Linked DNA regions of Sus scrofa: all the other regions are linked to region 1. The links are chromatin contacts, called in public HiChIP or PLAC-seq maps. All regions are on one chromosome and are shown on one strand. Each heading gives the region's core, a stretch centred on a gene start, on an enhancer-like site or on the middle of the called end of the contact. The rest is flanking DNA. Distances are from core to core; before and after follow the strand shown. Region 1 overlaps LMNTD1 (lamin tail domain-containing protein 1). Region 2 overlaps RASSF8 (ras association domain-containing protein 8). Region 3 overlaps RASSF8 (ras association domain-containing protein 8). Region 4 overlaps LOC106509230 (a long non-coding RNA gene).

Region 1 (4,256 bases), core at 464-2,963:
AAACAACTTCATAAGATACTGCTGCAAATACAGAGCAATGAGAAAACTGGCTTAGATAATTTGGGTGTTCTGGAGCAGTCTCTTACTCCAGGGGATTAAACAGGCCACCCAACACCATGTTTAAGCAGGACTAGGTTTACTGAGTTTGACAAACAGCAGGGACCAATGAAGGCCTTCTTGGTGAGGTGAGGTGAACCTGGAAGGTCCCCTGATCAAAGTCAGCTCCCCACCCTGCACAGAAAGTGCGGGCTTTGCCCTCAGATTGCCTGGTTCCCATCCACAGGGAAACAACTGATTCTTCTTATCTGTTTCCTTATCTGCAAAATGGGAATAACAGTACTCACCTCATGCAGTTATGGTGATAATTAAACGAGATAGTCTGCCAAAACGCTCAGCACCCAGCACAGAACAATAATCATTAGCTACTGTGGCCACCTTTTTTGTGCTAAGCTTGGCTCCCAGGTGGAGTGGGCCAGGAGCCTAGAACAGGTTACTTAAGTTACCTTGTAATGACCCTGAGCCAGGGAGTGAGGGAGCAGGTGAGGCTAGAGTCAAACTCTTCAAAGTTTTCCAAGAGACAGAATGTACTAATTCACGATATCCTCCTGCTTCACGGCGGTCCATCCTCAAGCAGTTTCTAAGAAGCAGTGGCAAAGCCTCAGGAGCAGGGTCCCTGGCAGAAAACAAGTTTCCTGTGACCACGCCCCTCAAGGTTGAGATCCTTGACCAGGTGGGGATAACTCGTCCTGTTCTACACTAGGCTGGGATTCCTCCCCTTTGCCACCTGCTTTCCCGAGGTGGACATGAGCTCCTGCTCAACTAAGGGCAGTAGTCAACACCCCGCCCTCTCCCCCTCCCCGGGAATTTAAGACATCCAGCTAGGCGCGGGGCTATCTTTAAAAGGAATTAGTCGTGGTTGCTGAAGAGCCCTCCGGGGAGGACAACGTGCAGAGGCTGAGGGCTAGGGCTATAGGCGCCCGGGCCTGGGGTCCCCGGGTGCCGCCAGGGGTGGGCCCTCGGCGTGAAAGCCCGCGACGCCTGGCTCGGGCAGCACCCTGGGCCCGGACCCCGGAACCTCTCCAAGGAAAAAGAGCCAGGCCTGCAGATGCAACCGTTGCAATTTGGGTCTCCTCTCTTCTGACGTAATGCCAGTTTCCTGCTTTCGCATTGCAGTGTGCAGCTCGCTGGCCAGGAAGTCTGAAGATCAGTCGACTCAACGCCAAGATAATCAGGGCCACTATCTCGTAATTTATTTTCTACGAATACACCCCGCCCCCAAATTCCGCGACTTTTGGCTTTTCAGGCGGTATTGTTCTCCCCTCCCCCCAGGAAGGGTGCCTCTACACAGCTCAGCACCAGGAAACGGCGGCGGTTTGTGGCTCAAATGAGGGGCCCGGGCGGGGTCGGTTCAACCTGCTGCCCCCATCCCCCACCTTGAGCTTTGAGATTCCAAATCCCCGGCTTTGTTTGAAGCGAAACTACTGTGGAAACTGCACCATTTCCTCCTCCTCTCCAGAAACCGAGCTAGGAAGTGGGTAAAAACTACTATAGAACGTGCTCTGACACTCCTCCACGCCCAACACCCCCACAGGGACGGTACCAGCAGCGACCGCCCCGCCACCTCACTCGCGCCCGGCCAACTACAGCCCTGCAGCCGCCGCCGCCGCCGCCCAGCCGAGCCCGGGGAGACTCCCAAGGGCTCTTTAAATACGATCTATAAATACTACGGGCTCTCGGCGCGCGCGTCACGGCAGAGCCGGCTTCTAATTGGCTGTCGTAACCCCGCTTATTTGCATAGCCGGATTGCACAACCGGGCGGCGACCTCGGCCGAGCGCGCCCCTCCCCCTCAGCGGGCGCGCGGGGCGCGCGGACCCGCGGGTGGGGACATCAGGGTGGCGGCTGCGCGGCCCGGCGACGAGCGCGAAGCAGCCGCGGCGTCCAGAGTAGCTTGAACTCGGGAACCTTTCGAGTCTTGAGTCATGCGGCGGTCTTCTGGGACGCCGGCGGCCTCCCATAAGGATCTCTTGACAGGCACTGGGCCGGCGCATTTAGACAGGGGTGTTTTTGCTTTCTACAAAAAGAAAAAGAAAGTTTTAAGGGTTTCACCAGAGCAAACGCTCTGGGTGGCTCGCACAGGCACCACGTGAGACCTGGACACGCAGCTAGAGCCCTGTCCAATGACTTGCGACTTGGGGTGTTCAAAAAAGGCTTTTGCATGTTCACTCGTAAGACCTCGTTAGCTTGAAAACGAAACAAGGGAGTGTTCAGAAAATGCAAAATGTATGATTCCTCCTGGTTTAAAGTTAAGCTTTTAAAAAAGCACCAATTAGCCAATATAAAGCGGCGATGCGGAAACATGCCACATTGTGGTTCTAAGGGAAAAGAATCTCTGGTAGTGATTGAAAATCTTCAGCAACTTGGCCCTGAACAGAGCTGGTTCGCTCTGGGGAGCGGGTGGTGGCTGAGAGGATCAGAGGGGTGGGGGAAAGACCACGCTTTGGAATTCGGGAACAACCCGAGGTGCGGGTTATTGGCTCACAGGTTTCTCTCCAGAGGATGCCATTGATCACTGGAGATAAATATGCAGACATTATTTTATATTAGTATTCAGATATTACCAAACATTTATCTCTTCATAGAGACATAGTATCTACTGCTCGTTGTAAACATTTTTTAGGTAAAATCTGTGACATAGTGAATTGCATACTTTCGAATGCGATAAATATGATTATTTTCATTTTGTTTTAAGATGTCCTGCTCTTATTGGGCACACAGCGCATGCTAAGTTTTCAAGCCGTCCCGTAACAGTATCGGAGGATGACCCTAGAAGTATATGTTTGTGTCTTTCCTCAGGAAATACTACTGGAATGAATCAAATACAATCATTTTGAAGTGAATAAGCATTGCTAAAAATCTAAGGTCTCATTAAATTATGGTTCGTAACTATTCTGGTCTGATGTCCTTCTCCCCTAAATAAAACTCAAAACTCATTCGGACTCCTTTGCTTTTTGACAATACTTTCAACAACGGTATTTGGACGCTAGCGAATATGAGCCTCTAACAGCTTTTAAATGAGAACTTTGGATTTTAACAGGAGAGCGCCCTCTGCTGCCAAATAGTTTATGGGCAACGCTTCTGAAAAGTAAAACCCTTGGTTGGTATGCCCATCTCAAAGACGGCAAGATGAACCTTAGGATTTTTTTCACTAACATTTTTTTTGTAAGTCACTTTGTAATTCTAGGCATCTTAATCATTACTGCTAAGCAAGGAAGATCATTTAGTTGTGAATACTACGTTATGTATCACTCTCATTTCCATTGTAACACCAGTTTATGCTTTAGAATACTAAAACAGAAGATAGGCTTTTTTACAGTCATTATTTTCTGCACTAACAGCTACTAAAGTAAGAAAAACATGCTTTAATCATCGAAATACTTTTCCCAATAATTTTTTAGTGTTGAGTCCTATGAATCTTTACAATGGACTGGTTTGAATACAGACTACTTGCCTTTTTTTTCCCCCCCAGGGCCGCACCTGTGGCATATGGAGGTTCCCAGGCTAGGGGCCATACTGGAGCTGTAGCTGCTGGCCTACACCACAGCCACAGCATCTTGGGATCTGAGCCTTGTCTTCGACCTACACCACAGCTCATGGCAACGCTGGATCCTTAACCCACTGATCGAGGCCAGGGATCGAACTGTGTCCTCATGGATGCTAGTCAGATTTGTTTCTGCTGAGCCATAATAGGAACTCCAAATACAGACTACTTGCAATCAAGCTTTTTGCTTCTCAGCTTATTTCTCTCTTTCCTTTTTGAGCCCATGACACAACAGCGACAACACCAGATCCTTAACCCATTGCACCACCAGGGAACTCCTCCCTCTGTCTTAATTAGTGTTTCTGATGTCCCAGGTCAAATATAAATGCACTTATAAATGCTACTTATTGGTTATCATCTCTTTAATATAAAGACTGTCATTTTATTGTAGTATCCATATGCTTACTGTAGTTACACAGTATTTTCCTTTCCCTTTTTTTTTTTTTTTTTTTCCTTTTTAGGCCTGCAACTGCTGCATATGGAAGCTCCCAGGTTAGGGGTTGAATTGGAGCTGCAGCTGAGGCCTGTAGCACAGCTACAGCCACAGCAACACCAGATCTGAGTCACATCTGTGGCAACGCCAGATTAGACACTATATCAGGTTCTTAACCTGCAGAGCCACAACAGGAACTCCAGCCTTAAGTGTTTTTTTTTTTT
Region 2 (4,410 bases), core at 401-2,900, 650 kb after region 1:
GCTGCTTATCCTAAATAATGATTTCCAGAACTGAAAATATTTCCTTGAGCCAAAACATTGATTTGTGGTTTTCAGACCCCTCATTAGGAAGAATCCGATTTACCTTTTAGTCTGAATACCTTTTTTTTTTTTTTTTTTTTTGATCTTTTTGCCTTTTCTGGGGTCACTCCCACAGCATATGGAGGTTCCCAGGCTAGGGGTCTAATCAGAGCTGTAGCCGCTGGCCTACACCACTGCCACAGCAACGCGGGATCCAAGCCGCATCTGCGACCTACACCACAGCTCACGGCAATGCCGGATCCTTAACCCACTGAGCAAGGCCAGGGATTGAACCTGCAACCTCCTGGTCCCAAGTCAGGTTCATTAACCACTGTGCCACAATGGGAACTCCTAGTCTGAATACTTTTAGAAAAGAAAATGCAAGAAATTCAATGACATGGCTTTTCATTAGAAAGACAATGTGTACTCTTTAAATCTCACACAGTGAAGAAAAAGTTGTCAAACCCATGCTTACCAGCTCCATCTCACCTACCCTGTTGCAACTTTACTCCTTATTTACTCTCAGTTTATCATATCTTATGAATGTTTTTTTAGTTGCCTTAATTCCTTTTGGAACACAATGAGGGCATAAGGCACTTACACCAGTAAAGCCAGTAATGTGGGCTAAAGTTTATATTTGCATCTTAAATTAATCCTGTCATTGAACAAACATGTAAAAGTTGACCCTTGAACAATATGGGTTTCAACTGTGAGAATCCCTTATATGCAGTATTTTCCCAGTGGTAAATAATACACAATTGAACATTGGTTTAATTCACAGATGCCAAGGAAGTGCAGATAGAGAGAGCTGATGACTTTAAGTTACATGCAGATTTTTGACTGCCTGGAGAGTTGCCGCCTGTAACCCCTGTGTTGTTCAAGGGTCAGCTGTATTAAGAAGAAACTATGTTCACCATGCTAGGTGCTCAGTGCCTCTTTGTCTTTAAGCTCCTTATGAAAAGTTTATTTTTATGTCATGCTAGTTTATATCGGAAGCATGTCATGTTAGCTCAGGATGGAGACAAGTCACTGACACCATGGCACCTTAGCATTTTGTAGAGGTGGTCGTGCCCCTGCATTGTGGCAGAGGCACTATTAGACGTTGGCAGTGACACTATACAAAGACAGAAGCTTTAACACAGATATCTTTTGATTTTTTTTACTTAAATACTATATAGCACACTCATGTATTAAAACAATGGTGAAAATACGAAGTTTTCACATTCCATGAAATTGTCCTGCATTTGGCACTAATATTATATTTGTGGACCTCAGCTTAATTATTAAAGAGGGGGAAATTAGGCATTTAATTAAGGCAATTTAATTTTATTTCATATTCTTTGCAACTAATTTATTAGTAAATTCCCCCTTTTAAAAGCATCACAATTTATTTTAATTAAAATATGCAGTATTGTTGGGTTTTTTTTTTGTTTTCTGCTTAAAGAAAACTAGAACTAGCAAGTATCAATCTAACTTTCTTTGTTATTTTTGAGAATCAAGCCATGGTCAGTGGTTTAAAAAAAAAAAAAAAAAACACCAACAGTGAATAGTTTTTAGGGAAGTTGAGGTAGTTGAGGAGTGCGGTAAGCTGTATCTGTCCACATGGTAACTATGTTCTCTACACAGAATTTCAAGGGGAACTGCCTAGGGGTGTGTGTGTCCATGTCCCCATTTGGACTAAAGAGAGTACTTGTTTGTGAAAAAGTTGAAAAGAAGCTTTAACTGAACCTACCCCCACTCCCCCATTTTTGCTTTCTCAACAACTCAGTCCAGGACTGTTTTGAAAAGTTGACAGCTTGACAACTTGAATACAGATCCTTTTTTTTTTTTTTCTTGTTACAGCCGTATCTGCAGCATTTGGAAGTTCCTGGGCTAGGGGTCAAATTAGAGCTGCAGCTGAGGCCTGTGCCACAGCCTCAGCAATACTGGATCTGAGCTGCCTCTGCAACCTATGCCACAGCTTTTGGCAATGCCTGGACCCTTAACCCACTGAGTGAAGTCAGGGATTGAACCCACATCCTCAGAGAGGACAACATCGGCTCCTTAACCCACTGAGCCACAACGGAACTCCCATGAATACGTGGATGCTTTATGATATTTCTCCAAACCTGACTAAACAACTCTTTTTCTGAATTATAAATACTTCATTGAATTCAGAACTCACCTGGGGGATGATTCAACTGGCAACCAAGATCCTTGCTTCTGTTGTGCTTTAAGATTTTCTCAGCATCACATTCAATATGCTTCTGCTATTATACTTCAGTCTTTATCTGTCTTGTCATGAGAGTTATTGATATTCAGAGTCTAAACACTAAATGAAAATTTTACAGTATTATGACCTTATTTCTAGTATAAGAAATAACGGAGAATTTATAATTACGTAAAATCTCTATTATAACAAACACAGAATTTCTGTGGCTTAATACAGTAAAAGTTTAGTTAACACTAGTAGTAGAATATAGTGTAACAGTAAAAGTTTAGTTACACTAATAGTAGAATATAGGCTGACTAAGGAAAACTGCATATGTTTCTAAAACATTTAGTAGTTCCCTTTGTAGCTCAGTGGTAATGCACCCAGCTAGTATCTATAAGGGTACAGGTTTGATCCTGGCCTCTATCAGTGGATTAAGAATCCTGCATTGTTGGTAGCTGTGGTGTAGGTTGCAGATGAAGCTCAGAACCAGCATTGCTATGACTGTGGCGTAGGAGGCACCTGCAGCTCCGATTCAACCCCTAGCTTGGGAATTTCCACATGCTGCAGATGCGGCCCTAAAAAGACTAAATAAATAAATAATTTTTAGTGAAACCACATGTAGAATAGCTTTGTTGGGTTTAAGTTTATGTGTTTGCCTCATGGAGGTGGGGCACAGTGTGTAGGAATGATTGAGTTTTTCTAGATAGCTAAAATTGCTTTCAGGAAACCAGGATATAAAAGCCTGTACACAGTTTGGCTGTCTGCAAATATATGTGACAGCTAACACTTGCTGACTCAGTGCTACTAATCAATCAAATTAAATTATAAAAGCACTAAAGATAGAACATAATGTGATAAAAAGATTTATCTAATGTATCTAATAGTATAGATTTATCTAATGTATCTAATAGTATAGAAAGTAATCCTTTCTACTCTGATCTTTGACTACCTTGACAGGTTATATTTAGGTGGTAGAAGAAGAACATATCCTCAAATTATAGACAGTAACTAAAAGTGAAACCATGATTGACACACTTAATCTGCATCAAGTGGTTAAACTGCCCAGCAGGAGTGTACTGTGTTTTGTTACTATACACCTTGGGCTTTCTGAAACATTCCCAATTTTAAATATTCGACCACTTGATGTAAGCCACAGTCATTTCTCACTTAGATTTTTGCAGTACCCTTCTAAGCTCATTTCTCTGTATCATCCGGGGCCCTTCCATCGTAATCGCAACAGATTTCTTTTACAGTAATACTTTTAAAATATGCATCATATCACTCATCTGCTCAAAACCCCTTAGTAGTTTCCAGACTCACTGAGAAAATCTCTGAGTCCCTCCAATGGTTTTCAGGGCCCTAAATGAATCCCTGCTTTACCCCCAACCTCATTTCCTATCACTTAGTTTTGATTATTTCATCTTAAGTATACTAGAGACACTTCTGCCTCAGTCTTGCATCTGAGAATACTATGCACCCAAATATGTTCTTGATTCACTCTCTTGGCTTGCTGCTTAACTGTCATCTTCTCACAGAGCCCCTCCCTGTCCACCTGTCCATACATACCTGCACACACAACTCACACACTCCCCATCTGCCATATTCTATGTATCTCTATTGGTGTTTTGTTTTGTTTTTTGCTTTTTAGGACCACATCTGTGGCATATGGGAGTTCCCAGGTTAGGGGTCGAATCAGAGCTGCAGCTGCCAGCCTATACCACAGCCACAGGATTTGAGCTGCGTCTGCGACCTCTACCTCAGCTCATGGCAACACTGGATCCTTAACCCACTGAGTGAGGCCAGGGATCAAACCTGCATCCTCATGGATACTAAGGGGTTCATAACTGCTGAGCCACAACAGGACCTCCTGTTTATCTCTGTTGTACTTAACCCCTGACATATTATGTACAGACCACTGACCATTATCTATGTTTTTGAAATGTAAAAAAATTCTGAAAGCCTAACGTTAATTGGACTTAATCACACCTGGCATGGCTTGAACTTGTTTGGTAGTGAAAACTGATCTGACTTAATGTGAAGCTGAGGCTGTTTTTAACCTGTATTTATTCCATTTGATAAGAACTTTGATATATTTTACTTCAGAAATTTTAATATGTTTGATTATGGATCTGTAGGATAGCACTATGCTATCTTTCTGTAGTCCAAAGAATTCTAGA
Region 3 (4,355 bases), core at 632-3,131, 630 kb after region 1:
TGACTTTTCCTCTAAAGTAAAAATAAGGACAGGTTAAACATTGCTGACTGCTCCACAGTGAGACAGAACGGAATCAGTTAGAGATCATGTTTTTACCCAAACTGTGGTTCAGCTCTCAGGCTGTGTATGTTGGAGCTCCTTTGATCAAAAGAATTTTGTAAATAATGAAGCTCTATGTAAAATTGTGATCTTCAGGTTGCAATAGAAAGATAAGTTGTTTATAGCATTTTTTTGGTTTACAGCATAAATGACAAGAATAGTGAACTTTTCCATATAGTTTTATATTTTTCCAATATATTCACTCTTCAGTTAAGGTATACTTTTAGTAAGTTATTATCTCTCATCCTAAAGCACATTAAAATGTTCTAGAATATGAATGGTTTCTCTGGAAAAATGGCATTAATTATCCAGATTTTTAGAGAGGAAATTAATTACATCATGGGCTGTTGGGTTTTTTTATGATAGACGCAAAATGAAAGTGAATATTACTCATCCTTATAAAGAGAATAAAGAGCCATGAGTTAGTTTGTTTTAAGCATATTTCTTTGTGGAGGTGAAAACTGTTTTTTTGTATTTAATATGCAAACCTGCTTGGTCTCTGTGAGGTTTGCTGCTAATAACAAGGACTAGAGTCAGACTCAGTTCAAATCTTAGTTCAATCTTGTACTAGCCATTTTGTGTCAGTTAACCTTTTATAGCCTCTACATCCTCATTTGTAAAATGGAAATGATAGCAGTATTTCTTCAGTGGTTCATTTTGAGTTAGCATGTGTGCCTGGCATAGAGAAAGCTCTTGGCAACTGCTGGTGGCTCCTTGCTACCACCATCTCATCCAGCAGGGTTCCTGGGGCTCACCCAAAGAGGTGGGTAAGAAGGAAGATGTTTTAAGCAGAGAGAACATTCCTGGGGCAGGGAGGCGAAGGGAGATATGGCTGCCTCACGAAGGGGAAGTGTAGTTGAGGAAGGGGCTGCATCGAGGTGGGAACATGGACTTTATCCTAAAGTCAGTGAGGAACATTCATAGATTTGAGCAGTAGAGACCCAGATATACATGAATAGCAAATGAATGAAGGAATCAATGAAAACATGAACTAGGTTGCTTTTGGATGCATTTTCCCTGAGAAAAAGCTAAGATGAAGAGATTGTCATTGTATCTGCTGTTTAGACTGAGTTTGAGCCCTGATCTCAGAGGAATGAGGTGTGGATGGCTTTATGCTTTCATCTTTTCAGTGTTTTCTGTTTTTTTTTCCCCTCCCATAAACATTTATTTATTTTTTAAAAGACATGTTAAATATATGAATAAGCTCTTTTTCTAGCCCAGGTGATACTCTTCTTAGCCAACTTTGAAGGTAGGGATGGACTCTGATTAAGCCATACAACTTCATTAAGCAAGAGTAAAACTGGCTAGATAGTCATGCCCACACAAGAGGGGTCAGTGCCTTAGTACAGCCTAGAGAAGAAGTTCATTAACCTTGCTTCTGGGAGTTAATAATTTTTACCAGTGTTATTGGACAATTGGAAAAATGCCCATTCAAATTTATGGAGAGACACTGGAGTAATCTTCATAAATCTCAAAAATAGGATAAAGGTCATGGAGACTAATGCAGATAAAAATTAAAATCAAACTCTTGCAATAAATAGAAAGTCCCTAGAAAAGTAAAAGCAGTCTACAGCAAACCAATTAGAACTCTACAGCTTGTTGGTGAATCTGCTTTATTTTAGTTGGACTTTAAAACAATTCTTTATCCAGTATCACAAGTTTTAATGGGTTCATTACATAGAAAAGATATAATAAATAATTTTGCTGTGTTTGGACTGTATCCTACCCTTGTTTGATTTCCCCTCCACTTCCGCTCTGCATTTTAATAAGGAAGTAGAAAGCAGGAAGTTTTGCAGAGTTCCCTGATTTTGAAATACAGACAGTAAATGCTAGAGGACAAGGAGTTGCTTAGCCTATCAGAGAAGAATAATGAGTAACTTTTAAGAAGATTATTTGTTTGATCATTTCCACTTTAAAAGATTTTAATTTTTGAAATGGTAAGAGTGATAAAAATTCTAGGTAGGGCATGGGGCTCTTTCTTCCTGCTCTTATGGACACGTCTCCCTTCTATCCCAGCCAAAGGCCACCATGTTCTTGGAAGCTATGTGCCTGTCCTGTGGCGTAAGGTAGATGGGAGACCATCCTAAAACAAAAAGCAGTTAAGTCTGGTGATGTAACATCCCATGTTTCAGTGAGTTCTAAATATTGCTCTAAAGTACCACAGACTGAAGCAGACTAAGCAGGAAATAGGGAATTCAGTGTAACCTAGCGCATTTCCTTAGAGTTGGTTAAATTCCCTTCATTTAATAGGCAGCAAGGTGAAATAGAAAGGAAACAAAGGCAAGAAACCTTTTCAACCTCTCAATTTAATTTAATGTGGAAAAGAGCAGAATGTGAAGAAAGTTGGTGCCAATTTGTATATTTTCATTTAACATGAGTAGTGTCGGATATCTCATTAAAAGGTTTCTCTGGTTTCCATGGTGTTTCTTTCTTCTTGCTTCTGTACCCACATTCTGACAAGAATCAGAAACAACTGACTTAATGAAATTTTAGATCAGTGGTGGTAGAAACAGTCTGAATATTCTTGGTGGATCAGACCTCTGTGATTGCATGTCAGGAGGGAGTCTGTGACTCAGTTTATAGATTCATCTCAGACCTTTTGACAATGACTTCTCTGAAGTGGAAAATTGTAACTGAAGAATAAATGCAAAATTACTCAGTAAAAATTTAAGTTCAGTTGTTCTTGGAAACTTTGATACTTATTTCAGTATTTATTATATTTTAGAAATTTAAATAAGCTATTTAGAACAACTTTTTTAGTGTAAGGAATTCTTAATTTCATTTTTATTTTAAAAGAGCCAACATGACTGTGAAACTAGTATTTAATATAGCCCAGAAGATTGCTAACTTGAGTCTTTTTATTAAAAAAAAAAAAACAACAAAAAAAACAACTTTGTATGTGTGTGGTTGAGTAGTATCTAATTGATCAGAAATTGAGGGTTTTTTTCCCTGTACATCTTGGAGTTTTATTTTTCTACTAACATCATTTACTTGTCTAATAATCTTTTTTAAATCCCCTTTTTAATGGTATGAAGTAGTTTGCATGGTGACATTATGGCTTTATACCCATCAAGAATGAATTTGGACACCATTTAAATAGTGGTCACCAAGGGCAGAGCAGTAGGAAGCAGTTGTCCCGGTGCCGGCAATAAGGGGCATTGTCTAGAGAATTTAGAAACAATAGTAAAACTAAGATTCCTAACAGCCCATCTTCCTTTTATCATCACCATGTTCCAGAGATTCTGAACATCAGTGATGCAACACTCTTCCTCACTTTGGTGAGTCAGTACCACCACCAACCGCCACTCCCTACCCTCTTTGGTATGCTCTTGAAAATGTGAACTCTTTAAAAGTACACTTAAAATTTCGTATAAGTTATTTTGTATCATTTTGGTATTTTTGTATACTTTGGGGGGTAGTTTGGGAAATAGGGTAGAGTTTATAATTTTTTTCTACCAAGATCCTGTTACTTATAGTTGTTGTCAGAATCTTCATCCCTTTTTAAAACATCCCCAAGTTGTATTTCATTAATAAATGTCTTGGTTTTCTTTCTATCGGATTTTTATAACCAGCAATCAGATTAGCGTTGAAATAACAAGTTTACCACAGTAAATTTGGGTAGTTGTTATCAAAAGCAAATTTGTTTCATAGCATGGACAGCTTTGTGTGGCTGCTAGACCTCCATAACAGTCTCTACAGCTGTGGGGAGTGGAGGGTGAGGGGCTGTGCATACACAAGTTCATGAACACACATTAAGAGATAGGAAACAGGAGGCAGGGCAAAGAGCTTCAGAGCAGTGGCTGCGTCTGAAATCAAGAGCTGCCTCTAAAGGTCTCTATGGTGTGCTTGTTTCCCAAGAGTTAGCAACTAAAGGAAAGTAATGGCTCCCCCAATATGAGTGTGAAACAATTTAAAGTTTTTCAAAGAGAGAAAGAAGCAGATATGTATTAAACGAAGCCTAGCTTGAATCTTGGCCTGAATTTGAGTGCATGTGATGTGTGTATATTTATGAATTCACCTCCTCTTTGGGATACTTCCTTTCTAGCCTACCTGCTTCCAGGTAGAGATGGTCTGTAATTAGGTCATATGTAGCATATGTGCTTGGGATGAACTAATGGCACTGTAGTAAAATAGTTTGTTCTTCTTTCCTACTTATGGTTTTATACTTTTATTCTTGAAGTGAAGCTTTGTTTCAAGATCAAAGTGTCAAAGGAAAACATGCTAAGTCCCCTTGGAAATAGAATAACTAGAAGCTA
Region 4 (4,189 bases), core at 958-3,457, 700 kb after region 1:
TGAGATGCCTGTTTCCTCTTGTGCACATTAGTCTTACAATCAAATGCCCACAAATGGAGGTAATTGGAAAGAGTTTGTTACTTGCAAGCAAAAAAAAAAAAAAAAAAAAAAAAAAAAAAAAAAAAAAAAAAAAAAAATTTAATTAAAACAATCAAAAAACAGGTTTAAAAATATATGATATGAAAATAAAGCTTGCACAGAGTGCTGTGTCAAAAAGCAATTAATGCCAAAAAAATGGTGTATTTACAGTAATGATTGTCAGAAAGAGAGGCGGGGCAGAGAAGTTTTCTTATTTTCCATGTTGGACAGATGATAAACAAGAGAAAATGTAGACAAGGTACAGTACCAAAAAGGAAGGGAAAAGAGAATAAAGACTAAAATGTGATGCCAAAAGATTGTGAAAGACTTAAAACCAATTAAAAGCTGAAAATTGGGAAATAAGGAAATCTTAAAGGAAGAGTCAGGGAAAATTTTCAACCAGAATTATAAAGACTCATAAGGCAGAACGACAACATGGACTATTAAATAAGCTGAATAAAGATGAGGACAAGAAAATAAAATGTAAAAGGAAACCAGCAGGTTAAAATAGCTTGTCAAAATAAAAATAAGAATGACGTTATTTATGAAATAATTTTAAACAGATGAAACGCAAATAAGAACAGGTTGAAGGTGAACATGATAATAAGGAAGACAGAAAATAGAATATGAGAGTAGGATTAAAGATAAATTTGATTAGCTAATTTACAGCGACTTTAAAATACCAAAAAATTTTTTTCAAAGTTTATGAGTTAAGGAGAATAGAAAAACATCTCAAAACATACAAGGAGTAAGAAAGCTTGGTGTTTACTGTCTTTCCCCAAGGGACAGTCTGCTAATGCAGGAGCAGTGTCCTCAGGTGGAACCCGAGGGGGCAGAGAGCAACGTGACACCTTGGACGTGGAGGCTTCCCCATTGCTCCCCTCAGCAAGTGCCAGAGGCCAGCCTCACCAGCAGTAATCAGAGAAGACAAATAGGAGGTATTAAAACAGCAAACTCACAGCTGGATGGCACCGACCTGACCCAGGAGGAACTCCATAGGCTGCCAGCTACATTCCCTCCTGGATTATCTCCTCCAAATTTAGCCCACACTCAGAGTCAGGGGGAAACTCTCTGTGTCAATAACCCACAAAGCATCACATATCAACAGTTGTCTTATGTCTCTAGACAATTTTTTAGGAACTGTGGTATAGCCCTCAGATCTAAAAAAGCATTTATTCTATAAGTGTTTATTGGGTGTCTTTCCTATCCCTGGCAGGGTACTGGACTCCAGGAATACAATGAATGATGAACAGGACTCCTCAACAGAGATCCAGACTCACTGCGCAGACAGGACGGTGGATTTCCATCGATTATCAGTGGCACGAATGGAGGGCCACTTTTCCCTCGGCAACAGTGGGAAGGGAAGCCAGGGTGTGGGAGGAGGCAGGTAGGAAGGGCTGAGAGTTAGGGAGGTGATGCCCAATGTTTTGAATTCTCCTGATGAAGTAGGGGTTTTCCTGAAATGGAGGAGATAAGCAGAGGTCTTAAAGTAAGTGGGAGAGAGGTCTGGGAGAAGAAACCGCAGAAAGAATAACACCAAGTAAACAGTCACAGAAGTGAGGGCCAAGCAATGCTGGAGGTGGTGCCAATTTGAGTAGCAGCAGTGTTGTGGGTGCCCAGGTGTGGGAGACACACCCAGTTAATTACAACACAATGTGAAGAGCCCAAGCGTGACCGGGTAGTTTACTGAGACACTACTGATGTCTGTTCTCATTGCATTTTTCCATTTTCTTTTCTTCTCCTTCAGTAAAGACTCCTACCCAGAAAGTGACAGGCTCAGACACTGACCATTGACAATCTGAGTACGAAGAGCTCCTTTCCCTGTTATTCTGGCACCCCAGGTTCTTGCGAAATCCTGAGGAGGGTGGACGTGGGACAGCCCACGACTGAAGTCATTTCCCATCAGCCCTTGGGGAGGTGGCTTGAAGTTAGACTAAATGAGAGAAATAAGGACATCATTTCTTGCACACACGTTTGTGGAGTGAGGTTTGAAACAGCCAAGTGGAGATTTAAAGAAAGGGCTAAGAACATAAAGCAAAGGAGTGAACATGTAGTTCAGTGCAATTAGGGCAGTCTGTCGACACCCATCATCTGGCTGAGGGCAATAGGAGAAGGGTAAAAGGAAGTGAAACTAGGAGGGAAGCTTAAGCTTTCATGCCTTCATGTGATGGGTTGTCCCCGACTATTCTTTAGTGCACTATTGGTGTTTAAAAAGCTAACTGAGCCAGCAGAGTGGCCAGTGTATGGGGAAAGAAAGTCTGGACAAAGGCCATTGAGCAGGTTCTTGCAATAATCCAGGTGAGAGATGATAAAGCTTGGAACTGGAACAATGATTGTGGGAACGGAGAACAGAGCTTGGATTTCAACAGTTGTTTATTGAGTGCTTACTGTGTGCCAGGCATTGTGCTAGGTGCTGAGCATACACTGATAAATAGATATAGGCTTTTGCCTTGAAGAAGTTCACTGACCAAGGTATAAGGGTTATCACATCTGGAGAGCCAGTGAAGTGCAGAAGCACCTGGGACTTTCCAACCCTTGTGAGATGCGATGTGTATTCCATCATGGGTTGAATTCAGAGGGTCCCACACATTTCCACCCAGGTTCAGTTGCCATCTGAAAGCTGAGATGCAATCTTTTTGGAAACTTACTTCTTCTACAGGGTTACTGCAGCTTTTTCTTACTATCTCAGGGGATGGGGAAATTATCAGACTAATTTTAATTCTCAAAGAAGTTATTTCAGTTAAGTGAACAATTTCTTTTAACATAATCTGTAATCATTTGGACTAAGGTGAAATTGATATTAACTCTATTGTTATGGGAATTCTATTAATGCTTAAATACCATATCTATGATTTAATTGCAACAATAAAATTCAATCAGCTTCCAAATCATTCTGAATCTTTTTCCATTTGCAGGTACCAGATGTTAACTGCCTTTGACTTCTTACCCCTTGTTGATATCTCTGTGTTACACAGTGCCTGGAAAACAGCAGGTGCTTACCCAGTGTTGAGGAAGTTAAAACATGGAAGGGGATGCTCTGAGAGGCCGTGTTCTGTTGTCTTTGGTAAGGTAATCAAGCTGAAATGCTTGCCAGGAATGTTCATTCATTCATTCAGCAAATATTTATTGGGGATCAATACCTGTTTATTTTTAAAAGGCAAATATATAAATATTTATTTATTGCAAGTTACCATTCTTGGCATTAGACAAACAGCAATGAGCAAAACAAAGTCCCTGTTCCTCCTAACAAGAGAGATAAGCAGTAAACAAATTATTTGTATGTCTGTGTATTCATATACATCAGTATACACAGAAGATGTTAAGGGTGATACTTGCTACAGGAAAAAAAAACAGAGCGAAAATAAAGAATGATGGATGGGTGGCATTTTATATATTGCCTTCGGGTTGCTCAGGGAGGGCCTCTCTGAAGAAGTGGCATTTGAGCAGAGATCTAAAAAAAAGGTGGGGTGTGACTGGAATCAGCTATCCCCCATCTGGGGGCTGCATGTCACAAGCAGATGGATAAACAAGTGCAAATATTCTGGGAAAGGATCAAGCTTGTCTGGTTGGAAGAGCAGCAGGGAGGCTAGTATGGCTCCAGAGAAGTGAGGGAAGGGAGAGAGGAAGACAGGAAGGGATGGGAACAGATGCCTTTTTTCTGACATCTTCATAAGCACCAACTGAAAAAAAAAAAAAATTTAGGGCAGAGGGATATGATTGCTGTTGTCATAATTAATAACTAGTTGGCAAATATCTGAGAACTTGTGAGGCTTTATTGAAGTTTTGAGCACCACGACGGCTGATGAATTAGTCTGTATGGGTCACTTGTTGTATCCCCCATGTCTGGTCCATAATAAGAGCTCAATATATGTTTGTTGAGCGAATGTTTGAAATCTATCTTTGCTTTTTCAACTTTCAGAGTATTTTTAATAACTAAGCTGTCTGGTGCAAACAGTCTGGGTCATAGGGGAGTGTTACTCAAACTCAACCCATAAGACCTTATGCATATACATCATTACAAGGCAAACAACAAACAATGAATTCCTTTTGTGCTTTGTGAATGTCTGTTAGCTTACAGCAGTCTGTCTCCAGGGTGGCACTCGCTGTGCCC

What was found. HiChIP or PLAC-seq counts read pairs in DNA pulled down with a chosen protein or histone mark.
Region 2: a contact with region 1 is called in an H3K27ac HiChIP or PLAC-seq map of alveolar macrophages. The contact joins two enhancer-like sites. A contact is called at or near these places in 2 of 2 datasets of contacts at active chromatin or transcription factors (alveolar macrophages and skeletal muscle).
Region 3: a contact with region 1 is called in an H3K27ac HiChIP or PLAC-seq map of alveolar macrophages. The contact joins two enhancer-like sites. A contact is called at or near these places in 2 of 2 datasets of contacts at active chromatin or transcription factors (alveolar macrophages and skeletal muscle).
Region 4: a contact with region 1 is called in an H3K27ac HiChIP or PLAC-seq map of alveolar macrophages. The contact joins two enhancer-like sites. A contact is called at or near these places in 2 of 2 datasets of contacts at active chromatin or transcription factors (alveolar macrophages and skeletal muscle).

The regions. Positions count from the first base shown.
Region 1 is chr5:48,396,483-48,400,738 of Sscrofa11.1, reverse strand. LMNTD1 (lamin tail domain-containing protein 1) reads right to left here. Exons shown (of 18, transcript XR_002344073.1): 18 at 838-2,072. Among named protein-coding and RNA genes, the nearest start is that of KRAS, 110 kb to the left of the region's middle. Within about 2 kb of position 1,713, at least 81 of the 83 cell types and tissues checked have an H3K27ac peak or open chromatin away from gene starts, as enhancers often do. A contact at or near this core is called in alveolar macrophages and skeletal muscle, where this site is marked.
Region 2 is chr5:47,743,346-47,747,755 of Sscrofa11.1, reverse strand. The region is part of intron 3 of RASSF8 (ras association domain-containing protein 8); the gene reads left to right. Among named protein-coding and RNA genes, the nearest start is that of BHLHE41, 58 kb to the right of the region's middle. Within about 2 kb of position 1,650, at least 1 of the 83 cell types and tissues checked has an H3K27ac peak or open chromatin away from gene starts, as enhancers often do. A contact at or near this core is called in alveolar macrophages, where this site is marked.
Region 3 is chr5:47,767,872-47,772,226 of Sscrofa11.1, reverse strand. All of the region lies in intron 2 of RASSF8 (ras association domain-containing protein 8), which reads left to right. Among named protein-coding and RNA genes, the nearest start is that of RASSF8, 77 kb to the left of the region's middle. Within about 2 kb of position 1,881, at least 3 of the 83 cell types and tissues checked have an H3K27ac peak or open chromatin away from gene starts, as enhancers often do. A contact at or near this core is called in alveolar macrophages, where this site is marked.
Region 4 is chr5:47,699,454-47,703,642 of Sscrofa11.1, reverse strand. LOC106509230 (a long non-coding RNA gene) reads right to left here. Exons shown (of 3, transcript XR_002344069.1): 1 at 1,359-4,189. Among named protein-coding and RNA genes, the nearest start is that of BHLHE41, 14 kb to the right of the region's middle. Within about 2 kb of position 2,207, at least 11 of the 83 cell types and tissues checked have an H3K27ac peak or open chromatin away from gene starts, as enhancers often do. A contact at or near this core is called in alveolar macrophages and skeletal muscle, where this site is marked.